Regions from separate parts of the Callithrix jacchus genome. Here region 2 is linked to region 1. A link is a contact called in public Hi-C data. All regions are on one chromosome and are shown on one strand. The core of a region is the stretch at or near the end of the contact, and the rest is flanking DNA. Distances in the headings are between cores, read along the strand shown. Region 1 holds the start of CIPC (CLOCK interacting pacemaker). Region 2 overlaps CIPC (CLOCK interacting pacemaker).

Region 1 (7,281 bases), core at 3,367-5,866:
GTTTTGACTCACTTCAGGGTAGCTGTGGTGTGTGGAGGGCTGAAGTCTGGGAGAGTGAGGCAATGCTCCCCAAGCAGCTCTTTGCAGAGGAATCACTGCAAAGTGCCAGCAGGCCAGAGAAAGTTTATTATTGCTCTAGAGTGCACTGTGAGCTCACTGTTTTGCAAAAACAGAAATCTGGCTTTGAGATGAAAGCGGGGCTCCCTAGGGCTCCTCCTCCTTTTCTGTGCTTAAAAACTGACCTTTCTGGCCAGGCGCAGTGGCTCACTCCTGTAATCTCATTACTTTGGGAGGTGGAGACAGGCAGATCACCTGAGGTCAGGTGTTCGAGACCAGCCTAACCAATATGATGAAACCCTGTCTCTACTAAAAATACAAAAATTAGCCAGGTTTGGTGGCATGCACCTATAATCCCAGGTATTTGGGAGGCCGAGACAGGAGAATCACTTGAACCCGGGAGGTGGAGATTGCAGTGAGCCAAGATGGTGCCATTATATTCCAGCCTGGGCAACAAGAGTGAAACTCTGCCTTAAAAGAAAAAACAAGGCTCATGCCTGTAATCCCAGCACTTTGGGAGGTTGAGATGGGTGGATCACGAGGTCAGGAGTTCAAGACCAGCCTGGCCAACATGGTGAAACCCCATCTCTATAAAAAAAATTAAAGCAAACGGACAAAACACCTCGCCTTTCCTTTGCACTTGGGAGCCCCAGAATGAGTGGGAGATTGCAGCTCCGGGGAGTGTTGGATAGGGGAAGAGTCTCTGGAGGTGAAGGGCCAAAATAAAAATAAATATCTCTTGTTGCTTCCATGAGCTTTATTGCAATTAGTAATAGGAGTGATACGAATAATGACCCTTACATTTTATGCAATTTAGAAAGTACTGTCACATGTTAACCAGCAATAGTACCAACCCTAGTATCGATACTAATAATAACTAACACTGTGAGTCCGACACTGTGCTCTCCATTCTGTATGGTGAATTTAGGTTACAGTCTGGTAGTGGCAGATCTACAGCTTCTGTATATAGAACTCAGTGGTGCTGGGCACAGTGGCTCATGCCTGTAATCCCACCACTTTGGGAGGCCAAGACGGGCAGATCATGAGGTCAAGAGATCGGGACCATCCTGGCCAACATGGTGAAACCCTGTCTCTACTAAAAAATACAAAAATTAGCTGGGCATGGTGCCGCACATCTGTAGTCTCAGCTACTTGGGAGGCTGAGGCAGGAGAATTAACTGAACACGGGAGGAGGAGGTTGCAGTGGGCCGATATCGTGCCACTGCACTCCAGCCTGGTGCCTGGTGACAGAACAAGACTCTGTCTCAAAAAAAAAAAAAAAAAGAACTCAGCGTTACAAATCTGTTGTTTGTAAGGGGAGGCTGGGGGTTGGTTATGAAGGTATATTTGAATAATACTTACATAAGATTGTATGCAGTATCAAATCCACTGGGACTGATGGGAACTTTGAGTACCCCAAACCACCTGTGAGCCTGAGCTTGTCAAAGCCACCTCTCAAATCATATTTACTGGATTCAGATCATAGCTCCATCTCTAATGGCTGTGGGCAAGTTATATAGCCTCTTTACTTTCCTGATTTGTAAAATGGAGTTAAAAGAATCTACCCTGTAGATAATATTAAGGGTTTAATAGTATAATAGGCTGGGTGCGGTGGCTCATGCCTGTAATTCCAGCACTCTGGGAGGCTGAGGAGGGAAGATCACCTGAGGTCAGGAGTTCGATACTAGCCTGGCCAACACGGCGAAACACTCTTTCTACTAAAAATACAAAAATTAGCCGGGTGTGGTGGTGGTTGCCTGTAATCCTAGCTACTCAGGAGCCTGAGGCAGGAGAATTGCTTGAACCTGGGAGGTAGAGCCGAAATCATGTCACTTCACTCCAGCCTGGGCAACAGAGTAAGACTTTGTCTCAAAACATCAACAAACACCACAAAATACTATAGATAATATCCCCTAAATACTGTAGATAATATTAAGGGTGATGCAAGTAAGCCACCTAGTTTACTAAGTGTCTCACAACAAGGCTAAGTAAGAGTTATCTCCTATTATGAAAAGAAACAAATTGAGGCTGGGTGAGGTGGCTCATGCCTGCAATACCAACAATTTGGGAGACCAACGTGGGTGCATCACTTGGGCCCAGGAGATCAAGACTAGCTTGGGCAACATGGCAAAACTCCATCCATCCATTCAAAAAATACCCCCCCACCCCCCGAGTGTGGTGGCTGACGCCCGAAATCCCAGCACCTTGCCGGGCGGGGGGAGGGGAAGACACAGACACGACTGCCTGAGTTCAGGAGTTCGAGACCAGCCTCAGCAACACAGTGGAAAAAATAAACCTGGCGTGGCAGCGTGCGCTTGTAGTTCCAGCTACTTGGGAGGCTAGGGCAGGAGAATCACTTGAACCTTGGAGGCGGAGGTTGCAGTGAGCCGAGATCGCGCCATTGCATTCCAGCCTGGGCGACAGAGTGAGATTCGTCTCCAAAAAAACAAAAGAAAGAAAAAAAAAACTGCGGCTGTGTTTTACAAAAAGATACAAAGTTATCAGTATTATTAAAAACTGCCCCCGCCTTTTAAAAATCAAACGCTAGAAAAACCTCACCTGTTTGGCCTCTCCTGCACCTACCCCTCCCTGCCCTCAACTGCAGCTGTGCGCAGCCAGTTGACTGCTTTCCTTAAAGGCCTCGGGGTGCTCGTATCTTCTTTAGACGTTCAGCCAAAATTTTTAGAGTGCGGCTGGGGGGAAGGGTAGCGCACCCAGAATTAATTTAGCTCCATCGTTGAAGCCTGGGTTCCTACCCAAGGCACAAAAACAAATAGAAAAGGCAGCTTCTGGAAGATTAGAAAACAGCTAAGTTTGCAGGTGCTTCGGCATCAGTGGTGGCGTTGAATGTAACATCCATGCCAGGTGGGATAAGGTTTGATCGCAGATGAAATGGTTAATACCTTATACGAAATTCACGACGAAAAATCCCGAAACAGGGCATTTAAATTCACTGCCAGGGCTTGGGGGTGGGGAGCAGGGATCGGAAGCGACGCTACTGGTTCTTAAATGCGTTTTTACTTGGGAATGCCGGGCAGGGAAAGGAAAGGTCATCATCTGTTTAATTTCCACCCCCAGCTCTGGACTTCCAGCATTAGCTCGCCGGGCCTCAGCTGTTGTACACACACGGCGAGGGGGAGGGGAGGGCGGAGGCGCGGAGGAGGGGCCGGCTGGGAGGAATCTGGGCGTCCTGCCGCGCATGCGCCTTTCCCGAGCAACAAGTGGGCTCCACAGAGGAAGTGTAAAGGGGGGGAGAACTGGTGCAGAGCATGGCGGTGACGTCAGCGCTCCGCCCGGGCGGCATCCCGCGCGGCCAAGCCGGGGACAGCGCGAGCCGCAGCCGGAGCAGGAGCGCCGAGACGCGCCTCCGGAACGTAGAGTAACAATCACAACCCCACATTCCGGGCGAGCGCGAGCACGAGCGGGAAGGGATGCGACCCGGGCCGAGGCGCCGCGCGAGCGCCCTGCAGCCAACGTGAGCGCCGCCAGCCGCGGCGGCCCGGGCGCCGGCCAGGCCTGGGGGCGGCGGGAGCCTGCGTGCGTGCCCTCCTCTCCTCTGCTTTCGTGCGTCCTGGAAGCAGTGGCCGCGGCGGCTCCCTCCTGGGTGCAAACCCAGCCGTTGCCAGCGGAACGGCCGACGCCACGGAGGGGAGAAGGTCCTTTCTCGGCTACCACCCCCTCCCCCGGCCCTCCGGGGAAGCAGCGGCTTCAGCAAGATTGGACCCGGGCAGCGGGTGGCACTGAACTCTCTAGCCCTCGCCCCAGGGGGCCCGTCGGGGAGAGGACGCAGCTCGTAGGGGGGCCCCCGGGGAAAGGAAGAGACATCCCCTTTCGAGCTTCCACGCACCCGCCACTCCGGGGAGGGGGCCAAGAGGCAACGGCGGCCAGCACCGGGCACCCTCGCCCCCTCCCCTCGGGCCCGGAGCTTCCAGCCCAAGTCCGCGGCACCAGGAAGAAGGCTCCTGAGCTCCCCTCGCGACGAGACATCCGCAGTAGGAGGTGGGGGCGAAGAGCGGGCTGAACCCGTCCTCCGCCCGGTCAGTGGAGCCCCACGGCGAGGCGCTGCGCCGGCGGTGGAGACTCGCGCGCCCTCCAGCCCCTGGGGCAGAACTTTCTCGCCCCCCTCCTCCCTCCCCCGCAGTCGGACTCCCTCCCCAGCCGGCCAGTCCTCCCGGAGGAGAAGGCGCCGCAGAGACAGCCCGGGCGGGGGCCTACCTTCCCCAGGGCAGGCATCATGTCGGCGGCGCAGGTGTCCTCGTCCCGGAGACAATCTTGTTACCTGTGCGACCTGCCCCGCATGCCCTGGGCCATGATCTGGGACTTCTCGGAACCCGTATGCCGCGGTTGCGTCAACTACGAGGGCGCCGATCGCATCGAGTTCGTGATCGAGACCGCGCGCCAGCTGAAGCGGGCGCACGGCTGCTTCCAGGACGGCCGCTCCCCCGGGCCGCCGCCGCCCGTCGGGGTCAAGACGGTGGCCCTGTCGGCTAAGGAAGCGGCCGCGGCAGCGGCGGCAGCGGCGGCGGCCGCCGCGCAGCAGCAGCAGCAACAACAACAGCAGCAGCAACAGCAGCAGCAACAGCAGCAGCTCAACCACGTAGATGGTCCCAGCAAACCTGCGGTGCTGGCGGCCCCGTCTGGCCTAGAGCGCTATGGCCTGAGCGCGGCCGCAGCCGCCGCCGCCGCCGCCGCCGCCGCCGTGGAACAGCGCAGCCGCTTCGAGTACCCGCCACCGCCGGTGAGCCTGGGAAGCAGCAGCCACGCCGCGCGGCTGCCCAACGGCCTGGGGGGCCCAAACGGCTTCCCCAAACCAGCACCGGAGGAGGGACCCCCAGAGCTGAATCGCCAGAGCCCCAACTCTTCTTCAGCGGCGGCATCGGTGGCGTCCCGGCGTGGGACGCACGGTGGGCTGGTGACGGGGCTGCCCAATCCGGGGGGTGGCGGAGGTCCCCAGCTCACCGTGCCCCCCAACCTGCTACCGCAGACACTGCTTAACGGCCCGGCCAGCGCCGCGGTCCTCCCCCCACCCCCGCCTCATGCGCTAGGCAGCCGTGGGCCCCCGACGCCTGCTCCCCCAGGGGCTCCCGGGGGCCCCGCTTGTCTCGGGGGTAACCCGGGTGTATCGGCCACGTCGTCCGCGTCGTCTTCGACCTCTTCGTCGGTGGCGGAGGTGGGCGTGGGTGCTGGTGGCAAAAGGCCCGGCTCGGTATCGAGCATGGACCAGGAGCGCGAGTTGAAGGAGAAGCAGCGCAACGCCGAGGCCCTGGCCGAGTTGAGCGAGAGCCTGCGCAACCGCGCCGAGGAGTGGGCCAACAAGCCCAAGATGGTCCGAGACACGCTGCTCACGCTGGCGGGCTGTACGCCCTACGAGGTTCGCTTCAAGAAGGACCACTCGCTGCTGGGCCGCGTTTTCGCCTTCGACGCCGTCTCCAAGCCCGGCATGGACTACGAATTGAAGCTGTTCATTGAGTACCCCACGGGCTCGGGCAACGTGTACTCCAGTGCGTCTGGTGTGGCCAAGCAGATGTACCAGGACTGCATGAAGGACTTCGGCCGGGGCCTGTCCTCGGGTTTCAAGTACCTGGAGTACGAAAAGAAGCACGGCTCCGGGGACTGGCGCCTGCTTGGGGACCTGCTGCCCGAGGCCGTGCGCTTCTTCAAGGAGGGCGTGCCTGGCGCCGACATGCTGCCCCAGCCCTACCTGGACGCTAGCTGCCCCATGCTACCCACAGCACTGGTGAGTCTGAGCCGCGCCCCTAGCGCACCCCCGGGTACCGGGGCCCTGCCGTCCACCGCGACCTCGGGCCGGGGCGCAGCCGCCAGCCTGCGCAAGAGGAAGGCCTCTCCCGAGCCCCCGGACCCAGCCGAGGGCGCGCTGAAGCTGGGTGAGGAGCAGCAGAGGCAGCAGTGGATGGCGAACCAGAGCGAGGCGCTGAAGCTCACCATGTCCGCCGGGGGCTTCGCGGCGCCGGGGCACGCGACAGGGGGTCCGCCTCCGCCGCCCCCACCTCTGGGACCCCATTCCAACCGGACCACCCCACCTGAGTCAGCCCCCCAGAACGGTCCATCCCCCATGGCTGCCCTCATGTCGGTGGCAGATACTCTGGGCACTGCGCACTCGCCCAAGGATGGCAGTTCCGTGCACTCTACCACTGCGTCCGCGCGGCGCAACAGCAGCAGCCCAGTCTCGCCGGCCTCCGTGCCGGGCCAGCGCCGCTTGGCATCACGTAACGGGGACCTGAATTTACAGGTGGCGCCCCCGCCGCCTAGCGCCCATCCGGGCATGGACCAAGTGCATCCCCAGAACATTCCGGATTCCCCCATGGCCAACAGCGGACCCCTCTGCTGCACCATTTGCCACGAACGTTTGGAGGACACGCATTTCGTTCAGTGCCCATCCGTCCCCAGCCACAAATTTTGCTTCCCTTGCTCTAGAGAGAGTATCAAGGCCCAGGGGGCCACCGGCGAGGTGTATTGCCCCAGCGGAGAGAAATGCCCCCTAGTCGGGTCGAATGTACCTTGGGCCTTCATGCAAGGCGAAATCGCGACTATCTTAGCTGGGGATGTTAAAGTGAAAAAGGAGAGAGACCCTTGAACCACCGGGCAGCCACCTCCTTTGCCCCAGACCAGCTCCTCTCCAATCCTGAGGGCCCCACCCCCACCCACCTCGACCTTCCCTTCCCTCACCCCCAAGATGTAGAATTGTGAATATAACAAAACTGCAAAAAGTTAGTCTTATGTATAGACATTATTTTCGTCGTATGTTTCTATATTTTGAAACAAAGGTATGTAACTTCTTCATTTGAAGGATAAGCTGGTTTGTGTTAAGCAGTATCATATTGGTTGGGTCGTTTGCATCATATTCGTTAGCATTTATTTGGTGGCAGAATGTTTGCCTAGGTACAGAATTAATAGCCCTTAGCAACGACTGCTGCTGGTGTGTATTTTTGTAAATGTTATGCACTCTCTGAAAGGAGAAACAGACACAAGAAAAAGACTTTTTTTTTTTTTTTTTTTTTTGCCAAGGCCAGTGTTGCTGCCTAAAAAAAAAAAAAAAAAAAAAAAAAAAAATGATGCTATAAAATGGTGAAAGCTTCCTTCTAAACTGCCCCAAGTGTTGAAGTCTTCACTTTATTTTGTTCTGTTTTTGTTTCGTTTTTCTGTTTTGTTTGCAAAATGGTAAGGGGGGTGTGGGGGGGACGGGGTGTTTTTTGTTGCAAGTTT
Region 2 (7,281 bases), core at 3,361-5,860, 37 kb before region 1:
GTCTACAAGCTATAACAAGTGCTGCGTGGCAGCTGCCTTTCAACTTATTCTTACCATTAGCTTTGTTACTGTTGTTGCTGCATTTCCGGGTAATGCAGAAGGGCTTCCCTCTTCCCAAGCCCATCCTTCTTCCTCATTTCTCTCACACTCCTGCTTCTCCTCTTTCTCTTCCCTTTCCTCCTTCGTCTTCCCTCCGTTTCCCCTGAGAGGGCCTTGACTCCAGGAGCGGCAGCAGGAGGGAGGGAGAGGAGGCTGCCGCTGCTACAGCCTTGTGCCACATGGGGGCAGCAAGCCCCTCTGAAATGTGGGCCTGCCTCTCCCACCGCGCCTTCTGGCCAGGGCAATGCCCAGAAAGAAATCCATACCCATCTGGGCCCAGGTAGGGAGGCGCTACCCAGAGGGGTCCCATGGTCCTTGGCAGCCAGAGTGGCTGGCTGTTACGAGAGGTCCTGGGAAGACAGGGTGCCCCAGAGTGGGGCTGGGTCTGCTAAAAAGGGAGTTGGAGAATCAGAAGGGCAGGAAGGAGGTGTGAGGGTCCTCCAGGAACCTGCAAGGCTCCAGGTGCTGTGAGAGGTGGCCTTGGGAAATTGGCCAGCTGAACCTGGTCTGGGACAACCCAGAAGAGAGAATTAAGTGGGAGTCAGTGTAGCACAGTGGCTCGGCACACAGGCTCTAGGGGCTGGCTCTGGCGCTTACCAGTGGTGTGGCCTGGGTCAAGTTACGTAACCTCTCTGAGCCTCCATTTCCTCACCTGTAAATAATAGTGGTACCCACCTCATAGAGTTTCTGAAAGCTAAGTAAGGTAAGTAATATACATACAGCATGTGGCACACTGCCCAGTCCACAGCAGCTTAGCTATTTGTATTATCACCAGGTAAGTTGGCCTGGAGAGCTGGGAGACAGCTGTGTATAGAAAATGAATGTGCTGACCATGCTCATGTCTGGGAGTTCAAGCCTATTAATCCTAGCACCTTGGGAGTCGAGAGGATTGCTTGAGGCCAAGAGTTCGAGATCAGCCTGGGCAACATGGTGAGAGAGCCCCATCTTTACAAAAAATACAAAAGTTAGCCAGGCATGGTAGTGTGTACCTGTGGTCCCAGCTACATGGGAGTCTGAGGCAAGACGATTGCTTCAGCAGGGGAGGTCAAGGCTGTAGTGAGCCATGATCACACTACTGCACTCTAGAATGAGTGACAGAGGAAAACCCTGTCTTTTAAAAAATAAAAATAAAAAGGCTGAGCGCAGTGGCTCACGCCTGTAATCCTAGCACTTTGGGAGGCTGAGGTGTACAGATCATGAGGTCAGGAGTTTTAGACCAGCCTGGACAACATGGTGTAACCCCGTCTCTACTAAAAATAAAAAAATTAGCTGGGTGTGGTGGTGCATACCTATAGTCCCAGCTACTCCAGAGGCTGAGGCAGGAGAATCACTTGAACCGGGAAGGCGGAGGTTGCCGTGAGCCGAGATCACGCCACTGCACTCCAGCCTGGACAACAGAGCAAGACTCTGTCTCAAAAAAAAAAAAAAGAAAATTCATGTGTTTGCCCAAGTTCACAACTGTGGCTGGGTATTCTTTGCAGGGCCAGATTGGGGTATGCATGGCTGGGGATCTGGAGAGGAAGGAACTGGGAGGTTGGGGTCAAAGGGCAATCCTAATAAAGAATAAGGGATGGGGCCTCTAGGCTTCACTGCTTTGAAACCAGGTAAAGACTCCAGTCGCCTTCCTGGTTAAGGAACATGTTGTGTTTGTTCGCACCAAGCCTCTTTCCTCCAGGCTGCCCTTGAAGCAGTCCCACTCCTCCTGGGGTGCAGAGCAGGCAGGGGCTGCAGTGATACCTGCAGGGGAAGCAGAAGAGGGCTGGCATGGAGGAGAAGGGGGCTCAGTGGCCTTGAGCAGCTAAAGCCTGACGGTCGACCTGGTCCACGCTGCAGGGAAGCAGGTGCCCCAGCTGGCCTCCTTGCCATGTGCACGGGCAGCCTGGGCCCCGGACCAGGCCTCCCACTGCCTGCTAATGAGGCAAGGCTTCTCCAAGGGCAGAGGGGGCTATGCTCCTGGCAGGTGGGCTAGTGGGTGGGTGAGCAAGGGTGAGAGTGTGTCTGCCTATGTTCTTTTAAATTCTCCAGAAGGATCACCAAGGAGTCTCCATTATAATCAGTCTTGAGCCCTGTACGATTTTCTCACACAATTTAATCTACTCCCTGGATGGCCTCCAGTGTGTGAGCCACTGACAATTGCAGGTCTTTGCAATCGATTTCCTGGAAGCAGCGGCCCAGCCAGCAGCCACATGATGGATGTATGCTCGGCAACCTGGTTCAGCAGAGGCTGAGGGGGCTTAGGAACCCTAGGCTGTCCTCCCACACCATGGCAGGGTCCCTGAAATGTAGGACGCATGCCCCGCCAGCTCCATCCTGAAGCATCAATGCCTGGAGAACCATGCACACATGTGCACAAAGAGACGGGTGAGCATGCTCGGTGCAGAATTGTTTGCATGGCAGAAACTGGAGCCGCCTTATCTGTTCATCTGGCAGAGCTGCCGCATTCTGGGTGTGGATGGCATCCCCTGGAATTGTGCAGAGGCACCATTTACCGTGAAAATCTTTTGACCCATGCCCCCTAGAGCTGGGACCCTGAGTGGGAGAAGCGTGGTTGAATCAACCATGTTACAGCCACTTATGGAATATTAGGTAGAGGTTAAAAAAAAAATGAATGAGGATCACCAGGTGTCGTGGTGCACACCTGTAGTCCCAGCTACTCATGAGGCTGAGGCAGGAGGACTGCATGAGCCCAGGAGGTTGAGGTTGCAGTGAGCTATGATTGCACTAGTGCACTCCAGCCTGGGCAACAGAGTGAGACCACATCTCTAGAAAAAGAAAAAAAAAAAAAAAAAAAAGAGGATGTTCTATATTTGTTGACATGAGAAAATGTCCAGGATATACAGTTGTGGGGAAAGTTGCAAAGCAGTGTGGTCAGCACGATCCTCTTCATGTAAAATCAAAGCGAGACAAAGATCTTGACATCGTCCCCCTGGGTATGTGCATGTATTATGCATGTAAATGCCCAGAAATAGTCTGGGATGATACAGAGCAAACTGCTCATATAGGTTATTGCTGGGGAAAGCAGAGATACTAGACACAAAAGAAACCTTTCATTTTTCTTTTTCTTTTTTTTTTTTTGAAACTGAGTCTTGCTCTGTTGCCCAGGCTGGAGTGCAGTGGCATGATCTCAGCCCACTCCACCCTTCACCTCCCTGTTCAAGCGATTCTCCCGCCTCTGCCTCCTGAGTAGCTGGGACTACAGGTATGCACCACCACACCCAGGTAATTTTTGTATTTTTAGTAGAGATGGGGTCTCACCATATTGGCCAGGCTGGTCTCAAACTCCTGACCTCAAGTGATCCACCTGCCTCGGCCTCCTAAAGTGCTGAGATTACAAGCGTGAGCCACCACACACAGCTCACTTTTCTTCTCTCTTTACCTCTGTGCTCACCTTTTTTTCCCTAGGCAGGGAAAAATAATGTGTAAAAATAAAAAAAGAAAAAGAAACTTCCCTCCTTTCTTCTTTGCTTGTTGCCTGACTCCCTCATCCATCAGGGCCCTCCCCAAATTCCCATTTTTTAATCATCTCCTGCAGAGAGCAGCTCCCTCCAAAGTTCCTTCCCATTTACTCTCCAAGAAGGAGCCCCAGGCAGGAGAGCTGGGCATTGCCTGGACCCACATCAAAAGGTCCCTGCTGCACTGGAAGGCCCAAAGCATCCTATGCACATCCTGGCCTTGTGATCTGAGTGTGGGACTTTGGTGGCCAGGTCATCCAGGGGACACTATACAGGGAGCCTTGGGGTGAGAAGCCCCTCATGTGGGTCGGCAGCAGGGGAAGGAGCCCAAAAGCTGAGGGGGAAGAAGGGGTGTAGCTACATTAAATAAAGCTCCTTCTTCTTGCACCCACCAGCTTGCTGGCAGGATGCTACCTCTAGCATCCCAGGGAGCCAGAAAGGGGCAAGCATGGCTCTGCCTCCTGCCTGTGCACCTGGTGCAGACTCCACTGTGGTGTGGGGTCTCCAGCAGTGAGGACTAGGCTATATCCACCACTCTGGCCTGTGAATCCTAAAGGAGCCAGGGCACGACAGTCCACAGTGCCAACCTAGGGTCCTCTAACTCTCTATCTGGCCTGGCCCTGCCTCCCTTGTCCTGCCAGGCCTAGGGCAACAGCTATGACCCTCTAGGACTCTGCTCTGTGGAAGGAGCCCTTCTATTCTAGAGATTGTGTGGCTGCCAAGCCTACCAAGGGTCCAGCCTCCACTGCCCGGGGATCCTTTACTTCTTTCTTGTTCTAGAAGGAAGAATGGGGGCCGGGGGCATGATCATGGACAATACATCTCTTCTGTGCGAGGAGCCCTGTTGGTTTCCTGATACTTCAGCCTATTCACATCCCTTGACCGCCCTATAGATGAGGCTCACAGACTTGGGAGTGACAGGTGTGACCTGGCCACACAGCTGGAAGATATGGAGCTGAGACCCGTACCCAGGTCCTTCCACACCCAGGGCCGCTCATTCCTACGATGCCTCAGTGCAGCCTTGCTGCTCCGCAGGGTTCAGAGAGGATGCTTACCCTTTACTGCTGATGAGCAGAGAACCTAGCCACGGAAGGAAGTCCAAAGAGGGACAAGCTCCCAGGGCTCCTGGGGGCTCCCCAGCCCTCCCTGACCACTACTCTGCAGGGGCCCCTCCAGGGATCTTCTTGCTTCCCAGTCCTCTGTATGCTTCCCTGACACCTCCAGTTATGGAGCTCAGACCCTGCTTGCTGGAGTCAGGTCAGCCAGGCCTTGACCCCATCCCTCCCCTCCCCTCCTCATGGATTCACTGCCCTTTTTTGCTGGCATCACTCTGTCCCAGCCAGATCAGGAGGACCCCTTCTTCCAAGCTCTTAGCCCTTCCTGCCAACATCGTTTAGTCAAGATTGGGTTTCCTATGACAGCGAGTCAGCGAAATCTGATGGTTAACATGGCTCCCATCCCAGCTCTGTCATCACTAGCCATGTGACCTTGAGAATGTCTCGGAACATCTGTCTCCCAGTTTCTTCATCTATAAAATGGGGATGCTAATAGTGATGATTGCTAGGGCTGTTGCACGCATCATACACACGATCAGAACAGCTCCCTGCTGTGGTTCGTGCTCTGTACGTCTTTACTGTTATTGTTCTTTTTCTTCCTCCGAGCTCCTTCCACAGGATGGGTTCTTCTGCAGATCCACGGCTGGGAGGAAATTAGAGTGGGCTGGATGGAAACCAGGCCGTGGGCCTGATGAAACTGCCATATGGTGCTTTGCTCAGAGCTGTATACAGGAAGAAGTTCACATGCCAGTTGGGTGGTGGAGACTGGGGAGGAAAGTAACAGGGACAGGGCTTTGCAAATGCTCTGTTTTTTGCTCCCTACCTTTCCCTAAAGCCTATGGCCTCCAATCCCCATTGTCCCCTTTTTCTTCAGGTCTCTGGGTCTCTGATCATCTTGTGAAAAACATTATGGAGAGGCGGGATGGCTGGAAAGAGGAAGAAGTGAGATGGATAAGCACGCTGTCTAGTGGCTGTGCCCTGCGTGTGCTCAGCTACCAGCAAGTTCTACTGTGGTGTTCAATAGTAACTGTGGGCAAAGCCAATGTTGAGTCTCTCAAGCCAATTATGGTTTCTCTTGATTTCTTTCTCACTACAAGAGACCCTTAAAAAGGAAGTCATTCTTGGAGGGAGGTGGCTCACGCCTGTAATCCCAGCACTTTGGGAGGCCGAGGTGGGCAGATCACAAAGTCAGGAGATCGAGACCATCCTGGCCAACATGGTGAAACCCCGTCTCTACTAAAATACAAAAAATTAGCTGGGTGTGGTGGCTCATGCATGCCTGTAATCCCAGTTACTCGAGAGGCTGTGGCAGGGGAATCGCTTGAACCCAGGCGGAGGAGGTTGCAGTGAGCCGAGATTGCGCCACTGTACTCCAGCTTGGTGACAGAGCAAGACTCCACTTCAAAAATAAATAAATAAAAGGAAGTCATTCTTGATACAAAGCACTGGGAGCCCTCATAGTTGGCCCTAAAACAACCAACAGCCCCTTATCTGGCACATGTGTATTCCTTTGTCTTCCCTGCTGTGTTGCCCCTGAGAATACCACATCTGTCCTGTTCGCCCCTGAGTCCTGATGCACCGAGCCTGAACTAACAGTCAATCCGTATTTGTAGACAGGATGATGGAGGAGGGATCTGCAAACTTGGGAGCTTTACGAGGGAGCTAACACCCTTGAGAGGGCCTCATACAATGTCTAGCACATGGTAGGTACCCCATAAATGCCTCTCGACTCTGAGTCTGGGGGGGCTGTTTGGTTGTCACCCATTTTGATGTGTTTCTGGGCTAACACCTCCAGCAAGCAGGTATGGCCACACCCAGCCTGTCCAGGCTCAGCTAAGGAACCAGCAGCCAGTCCTTCCTGTGCAACAAGCCTAGCTCCAGCAACTCACACTGACGACCCCCAGCCAGCTCTCTCCGCAGTGATACGTGCCTTCTGCCACGCAGGGCCTTTGAGGCACTGTGTCTGTTTCAGGGTTGCCTCCTGAGTAGGGTAGAAGCTACCTCTACCAACCCTCTACTCAGCAGAAAATGTCCCTTGCTAGCACTGATCTAAGGGGAAACTGGCCCCACAGGCCCCTTGACAGGCTTCTTGAGGATAAGGAGGAGTTTCCCTCCTGGGTTCCTTTCTCGGCATTGAGGACTAAGGCACTTTCCCAGCAAAGGAATTCATTGTCTGACTAGTGCTTCCTGGAAGTCAAAACACGATCAAGATCAGGTGACGAGGGGCCTCCAGAAGCCTTTGTCATAGTCATTTCCATTCTTTTATGTAACTTGGCCAGCCTAGACACACAGGTGACCTAATGTACTGCACCTGCCCACCTTGGGGACTTTGTTACACAAAGTCTTGCCACCAGTGGTTCTCAGACTTCAGCATTCATCAGAAGCCCCTGGCATGCTTATTCACAGATTCTGAGGCTCATCAGAATATGTGGGGCCTAAGAATTTGCCTTTCTTTTTTTTTTGAGATGGAGTTTCGCTCTTGTTACCCAGGCTGGAGTGCAATGGCACGATCTCAGCTCACCGCAACCTCCGCCTCCTGGGTTCAGGCAATTCTCCTGCCTCAGCCTCCTGAGTAGCTGGGATTACAGGCATGCGCCACCATGCCCAGCTAATTTTTTGTATTTTTAGTAGAGACGGGGTTTCACCATTTTGACCAGGATGGTCTCGATCTCTTG

The links. Hi-C and Micro-C count contacts between places; a contact is called where the count stands out from the background.
Region 2: a Hi-C map of skeletal muscle shows a contact between it and region 1, with 3 times the contacts expected there. The contact joins the enhancer-like site here to the promoter of CIPC in region 1. A contact is called at or near these places in 2 of 3 Hi-C or Micro-C datasets (both in skeletal muscle).

Annotation. Positions count from the first base shown.
Region 1 is chr8:111,954,808-111,962,088 of calJac240_pri, reverse strand. CIPC (CLOCK interacting pacemaker) reads right to left here and starts at 4,616. Exons shown (of 4, transcript XM_035261140.3): 1 at 4,273-4,616. It overlaps IRF2BPL (interferon regulatory factor 2 binding protein like), which reads left to right and starts at 3,378. Exons shown (of 1, transcript XM_009006378.4): 1 at 3,378-7,281. The coding sequence starts at 4,292. The coding sequence ends at 6,652.
Region 2 is chr8:111,992,115-111,999,395 of calJac240_pri, reverse strand. The region is part of intron 1 of CIPC (CLOCK interacting pacemaker); the gene reads right to left. Among named protein-coding and RNA genes, the nearest start is that of IRF2BPL, 37 kb to the right of the region's middle. Within about 2 kb of position 4,610, at least 6 of the 16 cell types and tissues checked have an H3K27ac peak or open chromatin away from gene starts, as enhancers often do. A contact at or near this core is called in skeletal muscle, where this site is marked.